Linked DNA regions of Mus musculus: all the other regions are linked to region 2. Evidence: chromatin contacts called from public Hi-C and HiChIP or PLAC-seq data. All regions are on one chromosome and are shown on one strand. The core of a region is the stretch at or near the end of the contact, and the rest is flanking DNA. Distances in the headings are between cores, read along the strand shown.

The links. A called contact is a pair of places that touch in the nucleus more often than the background predicts. HiChIP or PLAC-seq counts read pairs in DNA pulled down with a chosen protein or histone mark.
Region 1: a contact with region 2 is called in an H3K27ac HiChIP or PLAC-seq map of embryonic stem cells, with 13 read pairs. The contact joins the promoter of Zfp518a here to the promoter of Tm9sf3 in region 2. A contact is called at or near these places in 1 of 39 promoter capture datasets (pre-B cells), 7 of 484 Hi-C or Micro-C datasets (CD4 T cells, CD8 T cells, embryonic stem cells and 2 more) and 3 of 115 datasets of contacts at active chromatin or transcription factors (bone marrow-derived macrophages, embryonic stem cells and memory CD8 T cells).
Region 3: a contact with region 2 is called in an H3K4me3 HiChIP or PLAC-seq map of embryonic stem cells, with 9 read pairs. The contact joins the promoter of Blnk here to the promoter of Tm9sf3 in region 2. A contact is called at or near these places in 1 of 484 Hi-C or Micro-C datasets (muscle stem cells) and 4 of 115 datasets of contacts at active chromatin or transcription factors (the 230-238 cell line, bone marrow-derived macrophages, embryonic stem cells and 1 more).
Region 4: a FOXA1 HiChIP or PLAC-seq map of pancreatic cancer cells shows a contact between it and region 2. The contact joins the enhancer-like site here to the promoter of Tm9sf3 in region 2. A contact is called at or near these places in 4 of 39 promoter capture datasets (the HPC-7 cell line, cranial neural crest, frontonasal cranial neural crest and 1 more), 1 of 15 datasets of contacts at CTCF or cohesin (the NIH/3T3 cell line), 12 of 115 datasets of contacts at active chromatin or transcription factors (bone marrow-derived dendritic cells, bone marrow-derived macrophages, embryonic stem cells and 8 more) and 3 of 9 other capture datasets (adipose tissue, liver and macrophages).
Region 5: a Hi-C map of pre-B cells shows a contact between it and region 2, with 3 times the contacts expected there. The contact joins the enhancer-like site here to the promoter of Tm9sf3 in region 2. A contact is called at or near these places in 6 of 39 promoter capture datasets (the C10 cell line, the SN4741 cell line, cranial neural crest and 3 more), 3 of 15 datasets of contacts at CTCF or cohesin (the NIH/3T3 cell line, large pre-B cells and pro-B cells), 2 of 484 Hi-C or Micro-C datasets (cortical neurons and pre-B cells), 19 of 115 datasets of contacts at active chromatin or transcription factors (the 230-238 cell line, astrocytes, bone marrow-derived dendritic cells and 9 more) and 1 of 9 other capture datasets (embryonic stem cells).
Region 6: a contact with region 2 is called in an HNF4G HiChIP or PLAC-seq map of pancreatic cancer cells. The contact joins the enhancer-like site here to the promoter of Tm9sf3 in region 2. A contact is called at or near these places in 2 of 39 promoter capture datasets (the HPC-7 cell line and hippocampal neurons), 1 of 15 datasets of contacts at CTCF or cohesin (the NIH/3T3 cell line), 16 of 115 datasets of contacts at active chromatin or transcription factors (the 230-238 cell line, bone marrow-derived macrophages, effector CD8 T cells and 8 more) and 3 of 9 other capture datasets (adipose tissue, embryonic stem cells and liver).

Annotation. Positions count from the first base shown.
Region 1 is chr19:40,893,327-40,896,026 of GRCm38.p6, forward strand. Zfp518a (zinc finger protein 518A) reads left to right here and starts at 1,379. Exons shown (of 5, transcript NM_028319.1): 1 at 1,379-1,464. It overlaps Mir8092 (microRNA 8092), which reads left to right and starts at 1,377; the gene lies at 1,377-1,463.
Region 2 is chr19:41,262,700-41,265,399 of GRCm38.p6, forward strand. Tm9sf3 (transmembrane 9 superfamily member 3) reads right to left here and starts at 1,305. Exons shown (of 15, transcript NM_133352.2): 1 at 1,060-1,305. The coding sequence starts at 1,155.
Region 3 is chr19:40,992,887-40,995,586 of GRCm38.p6, forward strand. Blnk (B cell linker) reads right to left here and starts at 1,335. Exons shown (of 17, transcript NM_008528.5): 1 at 1,126-1,335. The coding sequence starts at 1,172.
Region 4 is chr19:41,578,149-41,580,848 of GRCm38.p6, forward strand. The region is part of intron 7 of Lcor (ligand dependent nuclear receptor corepressor); the gene reads left to right. Among named protein-coding and RNA genes, the nearest start is that of Mir8091, 9.2 kb to the right of the region's middle. Within about 2 kb of position 1,328, at least 18 of the 459 cell types and tissues checked have an H3K27ac peak or open chromatin away from gene starts, as enhancers often do. A contact at or near this core is called in liver and pancreatic cancer cells, where this site is marked.
Region 5 is chr19:41,614,603-41,617,302 of GRCm38.p6, forward strand. Slit1 (slit guidance ligand 1) reads right to left here. Exons shown (of 37, transcript NM_015748.3): 26 at 2,063-2,226; 27 at 188-312. Among named protein-coding and RNA genes, the nearest start is that of Gm52407, 12 kb to the left of the region's middle. Within about 2 kb of position 1,374, at least 44 of the 459 cell types and tissues checked have an H3K27ac peak or open chromatin away from gene starts, as enhancers often do. A contact at or near this core is called in the 230-238 cell line, pre-B cells and pro-B cells, where this site is marked.
Region 6 is chr19:41,595,970-41,598,669 of GRCm38.p6, forward strand. It overlaps Lcor (ligand dependent nuclear receptor corepressor), which reads left to right. Exons shown (of 8, transcript NM_001370767.1): 8 at 1-192. It also overlaps a transcript of Slit1 not described here. Among named protein-coding and RNA genes, the nearest start is that of Gm52407, 6.7 kb to the right of the region's middle. Within about 2 kb of position 1,397, at least 100 of the 459 cell types and tissues checked have an H3K27ac peak or open chromatin away from gene starts, as enhancers often do. A contact at or near this core is called in bone marrow-derived macrophages, memory CD8 T cells and pancreatic cancer cells, where this site is marked.

The DNA.
Region 1 (2,700 bases), core at 129-2,628, 370 kb before region 2:
GAAACAGAGGCAGGCAGAGCTTTGTAAGCTGGAGGCCAGCCTGGTCTACAAATTGAGTTCCAGGACAGCCAGGGCTCTGTTACACTGTCTCAGGGCCTGTTACCCTGCCCCCCCCCAAAGAAAATCTATTTTGCAAACATCATTATAGATTATAAATATGCCCTTTTGATATTAATAGATTTCACCTTCACTTTTATAGTTATGTTTGTACTTCTTGTGTGAATTTCAGCTTGCCGCTTCTAGGAGGACTGTTGTACAAACCACCCAAAACTAAGGGTTCTCCGTGTGTGTTTTATTCCTTTCTTTTTCTTTTTCTTTTTCTTTTTCTTTTTTTTAATTTAAAGGGTAAAGTCCGTGTGGCACAGGTCAATGCGTTCAAAAGCATATCCTAAGAAAGTGGAAAATTCTTAACAGTTTTAAAATTGGTTTTAAGAAAAATTTGTGCGTGTCAGGAGTTATTTGGGTTACCCCTTGCCCCCACGCATCCCCCCCCCCAAAAAAAAAAACTACGGCCCACAGTTGAAGCCAAAATTCTCAGATTCGATCTTTTATATTTTGCTATATCCCTCCGCCTCGAGTTTTTGACGGCGGCAGTTTCCACAGTGCTTCCACGTGTGTTTTTTGTCCTTTTTTTCTTTTAAGGGAGGTAATTATTTACCAAGTGAGATTAGTAGGCTTCTGAAACGTTCTGAAAGAGAGGAGCCACATTTGGACTTTGTACGACTCTTGTGTGGGGTGGGGAAGGATTCTTTTCTTGGGGGCAAGGATTCCATTTTTGAGTCTGTGAGGGGCGTGCGAGGGTTTTCCTTCGCTGAGAGGACTTCCTTCGCTCAGACGAGTCCTCCGTGCCGTGGGAGGAGGTCGTGTCGCGGCGGGAGAGAAGAGTGTCCCTCACAGGTAGCCTGTGCGTGGGGCTGCTCTGGAGCTCAGGGTTGGCTCCCTTGTGGGCCAGAGCTTTGGGTAGCAGCTTCGTCCAACCACTGGGACGTCAAAGGGATACCACAACTCGCGTGATCCGAGTAAGTACAGGGAACACGCCATTTGCTAAGATGGGGGCTGCCTAAAACCTCTGGGTTGAGGCCATTTCCTGTCAACCAAGGCTTGCCAAGCACACCAGTTCCTGCTTCTGGTGTCTACTTGGGAAAGGACGGTAGCCATTTTCCCCGTTCTTCCCCCCGCAGTAGGATCCCCGCGGCTGGTGAGTAGACGGGGGGCGGTGAGGCGGGACGCAGGGAGGCGCCGTATGACGAGGTCAGCCGTGGACTCAGCGCCATGGCCTACTCTCGGGAGGCTGAGGCGGGGGCCCTTCCGGCCGCCGTTCCCTTCCGCTCGCCTCAGGTGCAGCGCGGATCCCTCCGCCGCAGCGTGCGCTGCCGGCAGCGCGGCGCTCGGCTTTCCGGCAGTACCCGGATGGAGGGGTAATGGCCGCCATCTGGGACTCGCAGGCAATGGGGACCACGGCAGGTATTCCCTGTGTGCGGAGCCGCCAAGACCAGTTAGGATGTCGGGACGCACAGAGAGACGGCAAGGGGCCAAGGGCGAAATCGTGGGGTGCTAGGGTTCCCCCCAAATGGTCTTGGGGGGGATCCGCCTCTTGCGCTAGGAAGCTCATGTTAAATAGTCCCGTCCATTCAGCGCTTCCGGCCAACTTGCCGCAAAGTTTTCTAGAGAAGTCCTTGGTTTCTAACCCGGGGCTCTTGCTAGCTCTTAGGGCTGGTCATTGTCGTCTCGGCTTGGGCTGGTTGTAAGTTTGTCCCTAAGAACTCCCCCACGGTCTCAGAGCCTAGGACTTGGGCGCGCGCGCACGGCGCGGCGACAGTGTACATCCGCGCGCCCGAGGGGCAGCGGAACTCCGGGGAAAGGGGCGGATCGGGCGCGGCGTTTTGGGGGCGATGCGGGGGCGTTTGGCGCGCGAAGCCATCGCTCGTCGGGTTCCGCGCCCGGTGGAGACGGGCTGGGCAGCCCTCAGTCCGCACCCCTCGAGCTGTAGGTTCGCGGGCCCGCCTCGACGGCATCCCTACTATGGGCCCAGTCTATGGCTATTGGGGGTTCTTCCTTGCAGAGACTCCCCGCTCTCTTGGCGCACGCACTGCGCGCCCTCAGAGTTGGGCAAGAAAGTGGTCCTCTTGTAGACTGCCCCCACCACCACCACACCCAGTGGCATATGGATTTCTTTGTCACGGGCTTTTTTTTTTTTTTTCCCCACTTGTAGGGTCCATCTTGAATCTGTTCTTAACATGGTGTCCTCTTTGTTAAGTGGGTAGTATCTTGAGTTAGATGGCTTTGGTAACTCAAAAGTATTGGGTCTGAATGCATAGATGATGTGATTTAACTCTTATCTAGACCAATGGAACAGATGCAACTTCAAAGTTTAGAAAACAAAAGTTAAGGGTCAGTTTTCGCTTCAGGTTTAAATTTGGGTTATTTTAGTTTTTGTAAATTATTTTTTTCAAAAGTCTTGAAAATGGGGAAAGGGGTCAGTTTTTGAGGAATTCATGAGAATGTTGAACTGTCTGTGATTATCTCAGGGATGTAATGTAAAAACAACTCACAGCGTGGTTAATTTGAAAGTCTGGTTTTCTTAAGGCACATTTTACTAATAATAATTGAATTGCTTTTTTTCCCAGCAAAACAGGTCTGATTTGAGTGTGCTCTAAAGTTTGTATGGTCAGAATGAATAGAGAGACTTGCTGAAATTCC
Region 2 (2,700 bases), core at 55-2,554:
CTGAAAATACAACAGCCTAATTTAGAGTTTTTAATTGGCTAATCAAAACAAAGTTTTGTTCACTACAAACAAAATCTAACGTCTGCCCCTTAAAAGCAGCGTACTCCCATTTTGTCACCGATCAGCTACAGCCAAACGTTCTCCACATATTTTAAATTTAGTAAATACACAACTACTCGGGCAAAAAAAAAAAAATCACAATACAGATAAAAACCTTGAAACAATCTCCAATTTGCCAAGCAATCTTCTAGGTTTATCAGACTTTCCACACTTCCCCGCGTCTACCATTCTGAATAAAAAAATAAATAAGTGAATTCCACAGCGTTACAGCTCTAGGTGAAAGTCACTCCAAGAGTCATTAATAGGCGAGCTTTGATGTGAAGATACAATTAAATAAACCGCCAATCAACTTCAGGCCAAAAGCAAAAGTGAGTGGGGGTGTGGCCTGAGGGCTGGGTGACACAAGGGCAGAGCTGTCCCAGTTAGGGACCGACCACCCGAACAGGGCGTCCTCTGGGCACTCACGGAGCGCGGAGAAAGTTGCAAGGGAGTCCTGGGGACCGAGTGCGTGCAGGGTGAAGACGTGTCCGCGTGTAAACCGTTCACACCTCCACTTCCCTAAAGCTGTCCCCACCCCACGGTTTAAATCCGGTTCGGGCGAGAGGGAGAGAGAAGGGTAGGAAGAGGCCGGAGCCCTGCGCGAAGCGATGGGTATTTCCTGGTTGGCAAGCGCCTGGATCACCACGCATCCATCCTCCGCCGTGCTGTGTGCACAGCGTCCAGTTTCCCGGGTCCAGAGCCCGCTCCGGGCCGATCCCCGGGCAGCAGCCCCGAGAGGCGGAGCTGCGGAGCAAGGCCCAGGCAGCCCCGAGTGCTCGGAAATGCCTCCTCCCAGCTCCCGCGGATCCGGCCCCGCCATGCCCGACCGGAAGGAGCGCTCGGGCGGCCGCGGGGCTGCACCGGGCCCCCCGGGCCTTCGGACCACGCCGGGTCTGGCGGGGCGGCAGGCTTGGGAGCGGGGCTGGGGCGGGGGCGGCCGCGCGGCTCGCTTCGCCTCACCGTGTGTTCGTGCTCGTCAGACCGAGCCCGGGGCAGCAGCAGCAACAACAACGCGGCGGCCGCCGCCACGCCAGGAGCGCCCGGCAGCGGCCTCATCCTCCGCGCTCCCACAGGCCGGGCGCCGGCCCACCGACTCCTCCTCCGCCGCCGCCGCCGATTCACATCCACCGGGCGCGGACAGACGCACGGGGCCCGGGCACAGCCGCTGCCTCCGCCGCCGTCACCGCCCGCTCCGCGCCGCCCCCGCCCCCCGGCCTCCGAGCCTCTTCCTCTGACTCAGCCACGTCATCCGGCCACCCCGGCACACGCCGGAAGTCCTCCCGACGCGGGGCCGCAACCGTCGCCGGCCGTGGGGCGCCGGCGCGCGCAGGCCGCGGGGTTGAAGGGTTCCGAGTCGCCGCTGCTGTGCTGCTTGCTCAGCCTCGGCCTGGACCTGGGCCTGGGCCCTTGCGCGCCCGGCTGCGGGCGGGCTGGGGTGACATCGGCTCAGGCGCCTAGCTCGCCACGGCGTGCGTGAACACCCCTTCCCTCTAACCTCGGGCTCCGCAAGCTTCTTTATGGACGATGATTATTAAACTTGGACAGGGTCGGTTGGGTGTTTAAACATCACCGTGTACTGTTTATAGACTTCTATGCAATCAAGAGATCTGGGCTAAGTTGACATTCTTGTTCATCTGCCTACGTATTGTTTTTCTCAGCCTCAATCATAAATGTGTCCGGAAGTTCCTCAGCACTCCAATCACTTGATCTCATATTCTGTATCTGAGCCGGTAGTAATAAGGAGCTAAGTTTGGTATCTTACTCTTGTAAGCCCCAGCATTCGGGAAGCTGGACTGATTGTTGTTTATTGCATACTTGCTTGGGTTACAGCGTGAGACAAAAGAAGAAAAGAAAACAAAACGAAATAATCGGGTCATAGCGGTGCAGGCATGTAATCCCGGCACCAGGACCGCAGAGGCAGAATTGCAGAAAGATTGGAGCCAACCTTATCTACAGGCTCAGTACCAAGCCTGCCAGGCTACGTAGCAAGGCCCCATCTCAAACCAAAACGTACTACGGACTCAGAAATGATCAGAAGGACACTTCTCTAAATGTGGGACTTAGAGGAAGATTGTCTCATCCATCCGTATCAGGCAGGTTTTGGTATTTGGTCGTGTAATACCTCACAGCCAATATTCTATACCACCATACTGTGCAGAAGTCTGAAGAAGACCCCACTACCAATCTTCCTTCCCTGTCCATTCCCAAGGAGTACCAACATGATTTCCTACCAAGAAATCAAATTATGTCTTTTTTGTCCAAAACACATCTTGAATAGTTAGAACTCATAGTGGAATCATCAGTAATGGTTTCATCTGCCAGGCACTCTGATACTCACACAGACCCTATGCAACAGGTACCTTTAGTGTGTCCACTTACAGAAAAGTGACAGATGCACAGGTTGGGTGACTTGCTGAAAGACTAGACCCAGTTTGCTTCTTTAGTTTGTTAACTGCTAATGTATTACCAACCAGACAGCTCTTTAAAAGGTGAATTAGATGTGCTCTCATTGGCATGACATATCCAAGAAGCACTTACAAATGGAAAAGTCTGCTACCATTTTAAATGGTAGCATGCTAGTTTGCCTGTAGAAAACAATCT
Region 3 (2,700 bases), core at 85-2,584, 270 kb before region 2:
GGTGCCTGTGGGACCTTCTAACTTCCATGTTAAAGGCTCTGTGGCTCTCCTGGGTATCCTCTATAAAATGGCTGACCAGCTGATGCTGCCCGCTGGTCTGGACCCCTTAGTACCTCTCAGTCTGCCTCTTACCAAACCCCTCAGAGTGAGAAGACCCATGTGCCACCGTGAAAGACTGTCCTTCTATCAACTCCATGTCTTTTCTTGTCATTTGTCTCAGACTCTCCAGTGCTCCATCCCTTAAGTATGACCTCATGAAAGTCCAAAGTTCTAGCCTGCACATGGAATATAACACACCCTTAAACGTTTGAAAGTTCCAGCCTCTGAGAGTCATCAGCCCCACTTCAGAAGACAATGCTCTTCAAACTCAAAAACTGGGAAGTCATCTTTGCATGGTCTCTTGACGTATGTATGCCTTAGGCCACTGCTGGCTTATTCTTTCTTAGTATATATTTCTTTAAATTGCCAAAGCTGTTTTTTAAAATGGTTATTGTTATTATCAGTATGTGTGTGTGTATGTGTGTGTGAAATGTGTGTGGGCATGATGTGTCAGGGCATGCATGTGCCAGGCTGGCAGTGACTGTGGAGTCCAAGGACAGCTTTGTGGAGTTGCTTCTCTTTCCGTTTTTTATCTGGGTTGTGGGCATGGAACTTAGATCATCAGACCTGCACATTCAGCACTTTATCCAGTGAGCCATCTGACATTCTAAAATAGATAGTCATGAGGGTACTGGAGAGACGCGTAGTTCCCCCAATAAACTTAGGGTGAACACCCACAAAACAAACAAGAGTCAGTAAGCGACAGTGACTACAAACGCTCTTCACACCATGGATGAGCCCCTCCTCAGACTCAGAAAGCTGGCTGTTGCTAGCATGTGGGCCATCAAATTTTCTATCTTCTTGCCTTCCCAGAGCTTCACTCTTTGTCCCATCCCTGGCAAAAACCAGCCAAAGCAGGTTCCTTCACTCCTCCTACACGTTTCTTTAAAAAGCTGATCTACTTCCCTATAGCCATTGCTAACCGATTGGCACTGGTCAAGTATCCCAAGGTTTTGGTGCCTCTGAGCGCTGGAGGAGCCCTAGAGGGCAAAGAAGAGGAATAAGGCTCCGAAGGGAATCTCTTACCTCAGCTTCTGGCTGGCAGGGACAGTTATCTTATTCAGCTTGTCCATTTTCTTGAGAGAGGATGTGTCGCTGTCCAGGGGGGTGTCAGCAGCTCCTGGACTTCCTGGGGAGCAGCATGGTAAGGCTCTGGCCTCAAGAACTCAAGCCACTGGAACTGACTTCTGCGAGCAACCCACAGGCTGCTGGCAAACACCCCTGCACAGGGGAAGTAAAACTCGCTGGAGCGCATCGCCAAGTTTCATGTTTCTACGAGGTCATGTGATCCAGGGAGTCAGCCAGCCTGGCTGATTACTGTGCGTTGTGTAAACTTCGGTAGTGAAACCTTATTGGGCATGCAAATCCCTTCCAGTAGCTCTTTTATGATCAGGTGTGTTGCCAGGTTGGATAAGTTTCTGACTGAGCACTACTTCCTGTTTGTCCCAAACCTTAGGTAGTCCCTGTTTTTAGCAGATGGCCAGAGTCACCCTGCCACTTCTTAGGTACAAGGAAAAGCTGAATAATCAATTATATCTGGATGGCTCTTTGGGGGCTTTCTGCTCATTTGCATTAAGCCATGGGTTAGCCTCTTCTTCTTAAGAACTAAGACATGAAATGGACAGTTCTTGTCACCGAGGTCACAGCAGTGGTCATTTAAAATGTGATAGGTAATTCTTTGTGCAAGGTCAAGGTCACTTAGGGGTGGGGAAAGGCGACCCTATCGTATGCTGTGTGGAGTCAGGAGTTGCCTTGCTGAAAGCTTGCCATTTTCAAATAAAGACAGGATACACTCAAAAGTCAGCTGAGGACAAGCCTAGTGATTTCCCAACACATGACATCAGGCGGATGCCTCCTAACTCCCCTCCATGTCTTCCCCTCTCATCACACCCAGTGCGACATGTCAGGTGTAGGGGTATCCCAAGCACAGTGAAATCCCACACCTGCCTCTGACCCCATCTAGACAGTTCTGCTATACTCCTCGAGACAACAAAACACAAAAAACAAAAAAATGAGAGGGCGTGTTCTTTCTTCCCCTTGGACCTGAACACCCCCACCCCCACTCACCTGGCACATCCTAGTCACCTTTGTGAAAGGAGATTACGTTCTGAACATTATCAAAGGACCATCGACCTGGGTCTAAAGAATGCACGGGGGGTTGGAGGGAGACAGAGTGGAGGGATTTCAGTTATCTCTCCTGTTATAGCTTCAAGGGCCTGGCTGAGGAGAGAGTGGGAAGGAGGACCAGGCCAGAGAAGGGAGGAGAAGAGACAGAGAGCAAACCCGGATTTCTTCCCGCCCCTGCCCACCCCCACCCCCAGGTTCTTTGTTCAAAGAGGAGCTCTTCGGTCCTCCTGGTTCCTTGACTGTTCACGTTCATGCACTATATCTGAATTTGCCATTCTTCAGGATGTCCGAGAGCTGATGCCTCAGAGTGGTTGAAGGGTGAGGTCCCTTTGCAGAAGAGTAGGGCATCAGGAGAGAAATGCAGACACTTGCTTCCCGTAACTGTTGCCTTTCTCTAATCTGCCTGCACGGTTTTCTTGCAATGTATCCTGAAGGAGATCTAGTTCCCTGCCCCGCCCTTCCCACAGCTCTTAG
Region 4 (2,700 bases), core at 78-2,577, 320 kb after region 2:
GATCCTATTTAGTCAGGTGTCAATAATCTATATGACACAGACTAATTACGGATCTAAAATGTCATGCTTTTTCAGAGTCAGAGTGAGGAAATTCTCTACAAGACAGAATCTCTGCTCTGTTCAATTAGCAGTTGCCTAGGGGTAACCAAAGTTAGTGCAAGCGCTGTATTTGGGCTCCGTTAAAGATGCAGGGAAACTTGAGTACTGCTAAGCAAAGGTAGATCTTTAGCCAATTTAAATCAGACTGACACCATTTTTTAAAGCCAAACATGAAAAATGCAACAATATAATTAAGTACCAGGAAGTTGAGGTTAACTCTAAACATTAAATAGCTGAATGGTAAGAAATTAAAATCATCTAAATTAGATTTCTCTTTAAAACCTTTGGGGGGGTGGTAAGTAGTAATTTGGAGTCACAGCCAAAAGTAGCTTTATGGCTGTAGTTGTAAAGTTAGCTATTTAATGATAGCTGGGCAAAGGTTAGTGTTAATGTGCAGTCTCTCAGCCCCAAGGTCACTACTTACTGCCAGGTTTCTGCCTATGGATCCAAATTGCCTACAAAACAGGTCACATTCGGAGCTTTGAAACATCTACTAAGAACACATCATTTGCCATCTCCAGCAGCTACTGTCTTCCATCTTCTGTGTCCTGATGGGGGTAAATACTGATTCTCAGAGAAATAAAGGCCAAGTGGAGAGAGAGACGCGTGTTAAGTGATGGTATGATTCTGTAAAGAATTACACACCAAAATATTTTCAGAAATTCAGGGGCTGACAGGATGGTCAGTGTATCTAAGTGTTTGCCACCAAGCCTGACGGCCTGAGCTTAATCCCGGAGACCCACATGCTCACAAAATCTGACCTCTGACTTCTCCCTGTATGCTGTGGCACATGTGCACATGAGATATATATACATGATATAAACGTAATTAAAAGTCTAAGCCGGGCAGTGGTGGTGCACGCCTTTAATCCCAGCACTTGGGAGGCAGAGGCAGGTGGATTTCTGAGTTCGAGGCCAGCCTGGTCTACAGAGTGAGTTCCAGGATAGCCAGGACTATACAGAGAAACCCTGTCTCAAAAAACAAAACAAACAAACAACCCCCCCCAAAAAAGTTAAGCTGCCTGTGAGGGCACACACCTGTAATCTTAACACTGGGACAACGGAAGCTGGAGAAGGAGTAGAGCTCAAGGTTAGTCTCAGCTAGACAGAAAGTTTCAGGTCGCACTGAGAAGCAAGCAAGAACCTTGACTGCTTTTGCCAAGCACATCAGAGGCAGAGGCAGAGGCAGCCTTGCCAGTTGAGGCATTGACTGAGCCAGCTGGAGCAGTGCCACAAAGCTCACCCTGGTGGTGTGGGTGAGGGAGAGCTGGTGAGCTGACCAACACGGCTGCCACCCAGGCCCAGATTCAGGGCTTTGAGTTGGCCCACCCTAGGAACTACTGGAGCATGTGAAGGGGTCAGCCTTGCAGATCCAAAGCTGCAGGATCTCCATGACACAGTCAACAGGGTACCCGAGAGGAGCCATAGTGAGGATAGAGTATCCATAGAATAGCAGAAGACAGAGGTCTTGAACCAGACCAATGACTCACTGCAGTGAGCATTTGCAAGTAAAGATGTGTGGACAGAAGGGTTTACCGTAGGATATACTATGACTCACTGCAGCTTCTGCAATGAGGTGGTTGTTGTTGTTTTTTTCTTGGGAAAGGGGAGGTTGCAAGGATAGATGGTAGATACAAAGAGACAGGGAGATGAGTGGGACTGGGGTTGCATGGTGTGAAATTCACAAAGAATAAAAAGTTTCTTTTTAAAAAGGCAGACAGAAGCCAAAACTATTTGAACCCTGCTTTTGTGCAGACTCTCAGCATACTGCCATTCAGTCCCAGTGTGCAGGTGCAGCTAAGGTTCTGAGGGACTGTACTGTCAGAGTAGGGGTCCAGTCAGATGTCTCCTTTGCAGCTCCCATGTCCTTTACTGTAACTCTGCCACCAGTGGGAGGTGGAAAGGCAGGTGACACAGGCTGTCTGTGGTAAACCTTTCTATAAAGACATGTCCTGGCCATGAGGTCAGAGTCAAAGATGGAAGAGTAAGCCAGAAGACGTATCAATACATGTTCAACACACATGAAGCTACCGTCTGTGTTCTGTCGTGTTTCACATGCCATCAAATAATAGTCTCCTAAAGGTCCATAAGCCAGAGGGGCTGAGAAGAGTGTGTGTGTGAGATGTTGTCTCAGAATCTGGGCTCTTTTCCATGTCGGTAAAAGTTGTGCATCCAAAAGCCCAAAGCCACCGTGAGACCCCTGGCCATCCCCGCAGGCCATGTTTGTGCCCTGTCTTGAACCTAGTGTTGGCCTCTCCCTCCCTCTTAGCTTCCCAGTGTGGATTTAGCTTTCATGCAGAGCAGCTGGTGAGACTGAAATGTTTCCTGGTGATATTCTCGGATATTCTCGGGGAGCTCGGTGGTGGGCTACTGTGGGGATGCTTCTGCCTTGCATGGGTCAAAGCTGATAGCCCCTCCACTGTGAAATTTCTTTCTCTTTGTGTCCTGTTCTGGAGCACTGTTGGTGGCTCTCCAGCCAATTGTTCTTTCTGAGAAATTGTCTTAAAAGCCATTGAGTTCTCAAAGTACTTTTAAGCTGATGTCTGTAATGTCTGGAGCGTAGTATGTCTGAATGTTTGCCGTGTTCTAAACTAAAGCTAGT
Region 5 (2,700 bases), core at 124-2,623, 350 kb after region 2:
TGCTCCCTCTTTCCTTCACCCATCCACCCAATCACCAATATGACCATCTGTCTACAGGTTGGTTCGCCGGTGATAGGTCCACTCACACATCTGTTCTGAGGCAGGGAGGAAAACAACAGACCCAGCCGTGCCAGGGATGCCTCGCAGCAGAGAGAACTCTGTCCCTCCAGCTGCAGCCTCCACTCACCTTGTAGCCACTGGGGCAGGTACACCTGTATACCTCAAGAGGGTCATTGTGGCAGGTGCCCTGGTTCTGGCATGGGCTGGACAAGCAGGGATCACACTTGGCCTGAACTGCCAGGCTGGGGGGACCTGTGGAAGCAGGGAGAACATTAGCAGAGGAAGGGCACGTGTGTAGGCATGAGGCACTACCCTGAGAGGTCCGGTCCTATGGAGGCATACCCTCCCAGGAGACATGCCTCACTGCCAGTCTGTGACGGTTGTGCTATATCTCCCAGCCCAGTCCAGCTTTCCAGCTGCAGAGCCCACTTTACTAAAGGGTCACTGGAAGCCCCTGACTCACATACAGCTGTGAGAACCGTATGAACAGGTAGGCAGGGCTCAGAAGGTGGAAACTGTACACAGTGGTAGGGTCACCCTAAGAGGCAGAGAGTAGCAAAACCATGACTGTTCACTGTCCCTGATTCTGCCTTTCACACCCTCAGAAGCAGACACTCCAGCCTGCAGCCTGCTCAGCAGAGAGGGCACTGTGAGCCCGGGCTTGGCTCTGCAGGGAGCCTATAGGGGGGTGGATCTACATGCCTTGAGGTTCTTTCTCTTGGAGTCTAAAGAGAAGAGAATCTTCTGTTACCTCTAAGCTACACAGGCTCTCCTCCAGACCTCAATCACTGGCGAGAATAGGGTAGCCTAGCAGCAATGGTACCTGGGTGCCAACCATGAGGGACACAAACGTTTTGTAAGAATGAATAGGAAAACCTGGCCACTCAACTCAGGCTCCCTGCTGAAGGCTCCTTCTAGAAGAGGTAACATATCAGTAACATATCAAGACATGCGCTTGAGTGGGAAAGCAAAAACAAAACCAAGACAAAACAAAAAAAAAATGTTTTCCACAGGACAGAGGCTGCTGGCGGGATTTCCAGGCACAGATGTGTCGTCGGTTTCTTAGCCCAGTACTGGTACGTGAGTGAACTCAGTGATCATGCATCGGCCCTTCCCTCATGTCTGTGTACCTTTCTGTTGTCATATTTCGGTTTAAAAGTACATAAAAAAAAATACAACTCAGCTCCACTCTGCCAACTAGCAAATGCCATGCACCTATTAGCATAGATCGGCTTGCTCCTAGGAGCTGCCACATTGTGGGCCCTTGGAACTATTACAGCTGTGACAGCTTCCTGCACACAGGGTGGCCTGGGCCACCTCATTAACCTACAGCTGTCAGTTTCATTTCCGATGGCAGTCTCTGAGCTTGCAGAGGGCAAGGGCCATGCCCTGGGGTCCCTAGGGTCCTCCCCTAACTCCCCCTGCAAACAAAGCTGAGCCCAGGCAGCCACTCCGCCACCTGTCTTTGCTTCACAGGGTTCTGTAGGGCCTCGGGGGAGCCTGATCTGCCAACCAGTCTGTCAATCAGTCCCTGAACAAGTATTTGTAGATGCTGGAGGCAGAGATCCTCAGCACGGGCCACCGGTCACACCCTGATTCTCTGTGCTACAAATGTCCAGAAAGCACCAGCTGGTCTCTCAGTCCCACCAGGGACAGAGGGGGCTTCAGCTGTTTGTCCGGCACAGTGCTTACCTTCAGGGAAGTCTGGGTGCCTGTATTGCCAGGAGCCTGGGAGCTTCAAAACTGCTGTTTTGATTTTTCTTACATAACCACAGGGAAGAATCTAAGCCTTCAAGGCCTGGGATTTTCCGCCTAGCTGTTTGTATGTCGGACATCAAGATGGAAGACAGCCATTCTAATCAGAAGAGTCTCAAGTATATCATCTGACTCACCTAGCAGCGGGACCCAAGGACCCGGGAGTTTCTGGAAGACCCCACCGGGGCTAGGCAAATCCTGGGGTCCCTGGCACCCACCACCCCTTCTCTCATGCCCCTGGGCTCACCTTGGCATTCAAACTTCTTGGCAGGTGTGGTGAGTAACAGTTTGCCCTCCATCTCTGGGGGTCCAGCACAGCGGGCAATGCCAGGTTCCTTGTAGCCAGTCTTCACCCAACTGGAGAGCCACCGGAGGCGGCAGTCGCAGTACAGGGGGTTGGCACCAATGGCCCTGGGACAGGCAACAGAGAAAAGCAGGCATTCCAGTTTCGGAAGCTTTTATGTCACTGAGGACGCAGGTCCCAGGTCACCCCCAAGCTCCATTTTAAACCCTTGCTGTGCCTCGTCACGAAGACAGACTTGGGGAGACTGAGTAACCAGCTTAGAGCAAAGGAAGGGGGAGATTTAGGTTCGAAACCATGCTGCCAAGGCCAGAAGCTCTATATTCAAGAGCCTCCACAGGCACTGGGGAGAGGGTAGCCAGCATCTACCCCTGACCAGAAATGGCCTCTGCTTCTGCCGTTACACATCCAGTGCTGTCATTAATCCCACATGCAAGCTTCTTCGTGAAATTTGAAGACGTGGAATTGAGCATCTCGTAGAATATGTAATTTCCCTGGGGCCACACAGCGGCAAAGAGCAGCCTCTGGGTCTAAGCCCTGAACTGCCTGACCTGGCAGCCCATCCACTTTTGTTTTCACTCTCA
Region 6 (2,700 bases), core at 147-2,646, 330 kb after region 2:
TAACTGTGTTTTTGTTCTTGATAAAGGGGGCCCACACCGACGTCCAGGCTTGGAAGGATTTTCTGGTTTGGTTTTGAGGGGAGGGGTGTGGAACTAGAGGGTGTGTGGGAGGGATTTCTCTAACCTTGACATCTGTGAGCTTTTTCAAGGCGCTTATTTTATTGCAGCATATTAAAGTTCTTTGATATTAAAGTGTGTTTGTGTAGTCACTGCAGATGGGGAGGGGACAGTACAGCACAGTCCCCTGCCTCACTAGTGTGTGGCTGAAAGCAGACTGTCAGCCATGGGGCTGGGCACTACCCTAAACGATTAATGACCCTCTGAGCTATACCTTACTCAGGGGACGGATATAAATATAATGGAAGCATCGTGGGAGTCACTGGACGGGGCAGGAAAGGTGGATGTGCAACCTGAAGGGAGGGGACAAGCCAGCCAGCCAAGTGCTGTCCACTTCTGTGACCCCAGCAGGAATGTGACAGAAAACAAACCTCGCACTTGCCAGAACGACTTCTGCGATCTGACTTGTTGGATCTGCTGGAAGTGAGTCTGTTCAAAGTCATGGTTGACCCAGGAGACCCATGGGGAACCAATCCTGGATATTCACGGAATTGATAGTGACTGTCCAGCAACCCCGGGGTTTGCTTTAACGATGAAGTTGTAAATTTCCAATCTACAGATGTGTTTATTTAACCCAGGATTTTTTTTTTCTAGACAGGATTTCTCTGTATAGCTCTGGCTGTCCTGGAACTCACTTTGTAGACCAGGCTGGCCTTGAACTCAGAAATCCTCCTGCCTCTGCCTCCCGAGTGCTGGGACTAAAGGTGTGCGCCACCACACCCAACTTAACCCAGGATTTAAAAAAATAGTTTAAAACTATAAGTTTTTCACTCAAAAAATTGGGGTCTCTAGTTTTGTTGTGGGGGGGTGTTTTATTTTTGGTTTGTTTTTGGTTTCTGGTGTTTTGTTTGAAGCTAAGAAATTTAGGTCATGGTGAAAACCAGCTGGTACAAATAGACTGGAAAATGTTCTTCATGTGCCGTAGTCTCCAGCGGTGACTGTTTCCACTTGCCCCTGTTGGTACCTACTGCTTTAATCTGATGTGGCAATAGAAATGATGGGCCAAGTTGCGCTGACCACTGGCTTACCTCTCCCCCATACACTTGAGCCTGTGACCTACAGGGTTTCACTTGCTCTCCTCTACCATGCTCTCCAGCATGCCCTTCCTCTCCAAATTCTCAGCTATTGTGAAGGCACCAGAGTTACCATTCCCGTGCCCTTTCAAGGTGGTCATGTGCTCTTAGAATGGAGCCTTTTGACATCACTACATCCCTATGTGAGATCAGTTCATGGCTCTGGCCTCAATGGAGGAGGGCTTGGCACATCCTTCCTTTGGTGACCTATGGGGGGCGGGTCCCTGTCTTAGAAACTTAGATCCTGTTACTCATGTCATTTCCTATGTGCAGTGTTCTGGTCTGGTGTATGGGCTCCCTTTACTGGCCTGGACACACGCCCCTTCTAGGATTGATTATCTGAGAATACATGCTGCTTTCTACGGCCGCTTGGATGCTCCAAGACCCTTGGAGTCTGGTTAAATGTGTGAGTGGCTCTGTAGGCAAATGCTGAAAATATTAGTGTGACTTAAACACTTGGCAGGAAATGAGAGTAAGCCTCCCCAGTTTGTCACACACCCCTCTCCTTCCTGATGAACAAGCCTTGCCACATCAAGGTTGGCAAACATCCCAGCAGGCTGTGATGACTGTGGTCAGTGTGGTAACCCAGGGCCTTCCCACCCTGGGAAGGTCAATGCTGGTAGCAGCAGGCTCGTTTTGATGAAGAAAGAGACCAGGCAGAAAGTCCATGAATCAATGTCATGTTCACATGGAAGACAGCAGACAATACTGACATATCCTAAAACAATACTTCTGGGGAAAGGACAGGTGCAGCTCCCTCAGGGACTGTTTGAAGCCAGTTTCTAAGAGTTGACTCAAACGACTACAGAAACCCCAAACAAAAGGTCACAACCACAGAGCATCTGAAAATCAAAACAAGACACTGGAGGTTGACTTTAACATATAAAAATACTATAACAAAATGAAATACAAATATATATTAGAATCTGTAAGTATTCTGTATAAAGAGATACTTTCACGGTTAGGCTAACAGCAGGCAAAGAGAAAACAAAGATGTCCTTTCCCATTCCTTAGCATCGCCACAGGGCCCTGAGCAGTGCTGCTCACGTAACCAGCTCCTTGAGGGCTTGCCCTGCTGGGTCTCTGCTGTGCACGTCTAATGGAAATAGCCAGTGATGACCACAAAGCAAACTGAAGATCTTTACCAAAGGGGAACAGAACATGGAGATGGTTTCTCAAAGGACTGGTCTCAGAGTCACCCTCTTACCTGACCTTACAAGTCTGAGTGTGAGCAGGTGATGGGAGCCGTAGACCGGGCCCTTGGCTGGCAAGGTACTGAATAAGTCAAAGGTAAAGTTGAGCCTGGGGCTCATGGCTCTCTGAGAACCATCGAGTCAGCCTCTCAAGCTGCCATCTCAAGGCCTTGGGGGAAAGGTGACATCACCTGCCAGTCCATGCCTCTCATGCCCAGGGACCGGCTTCTCCCGGCCAATAGGGAGCGATGGTGTCTGGGGAAGGAAACTTGCACAGAGCTAAGGAGGCCAGAACACCTTTATTTCTAGAAAGAGAC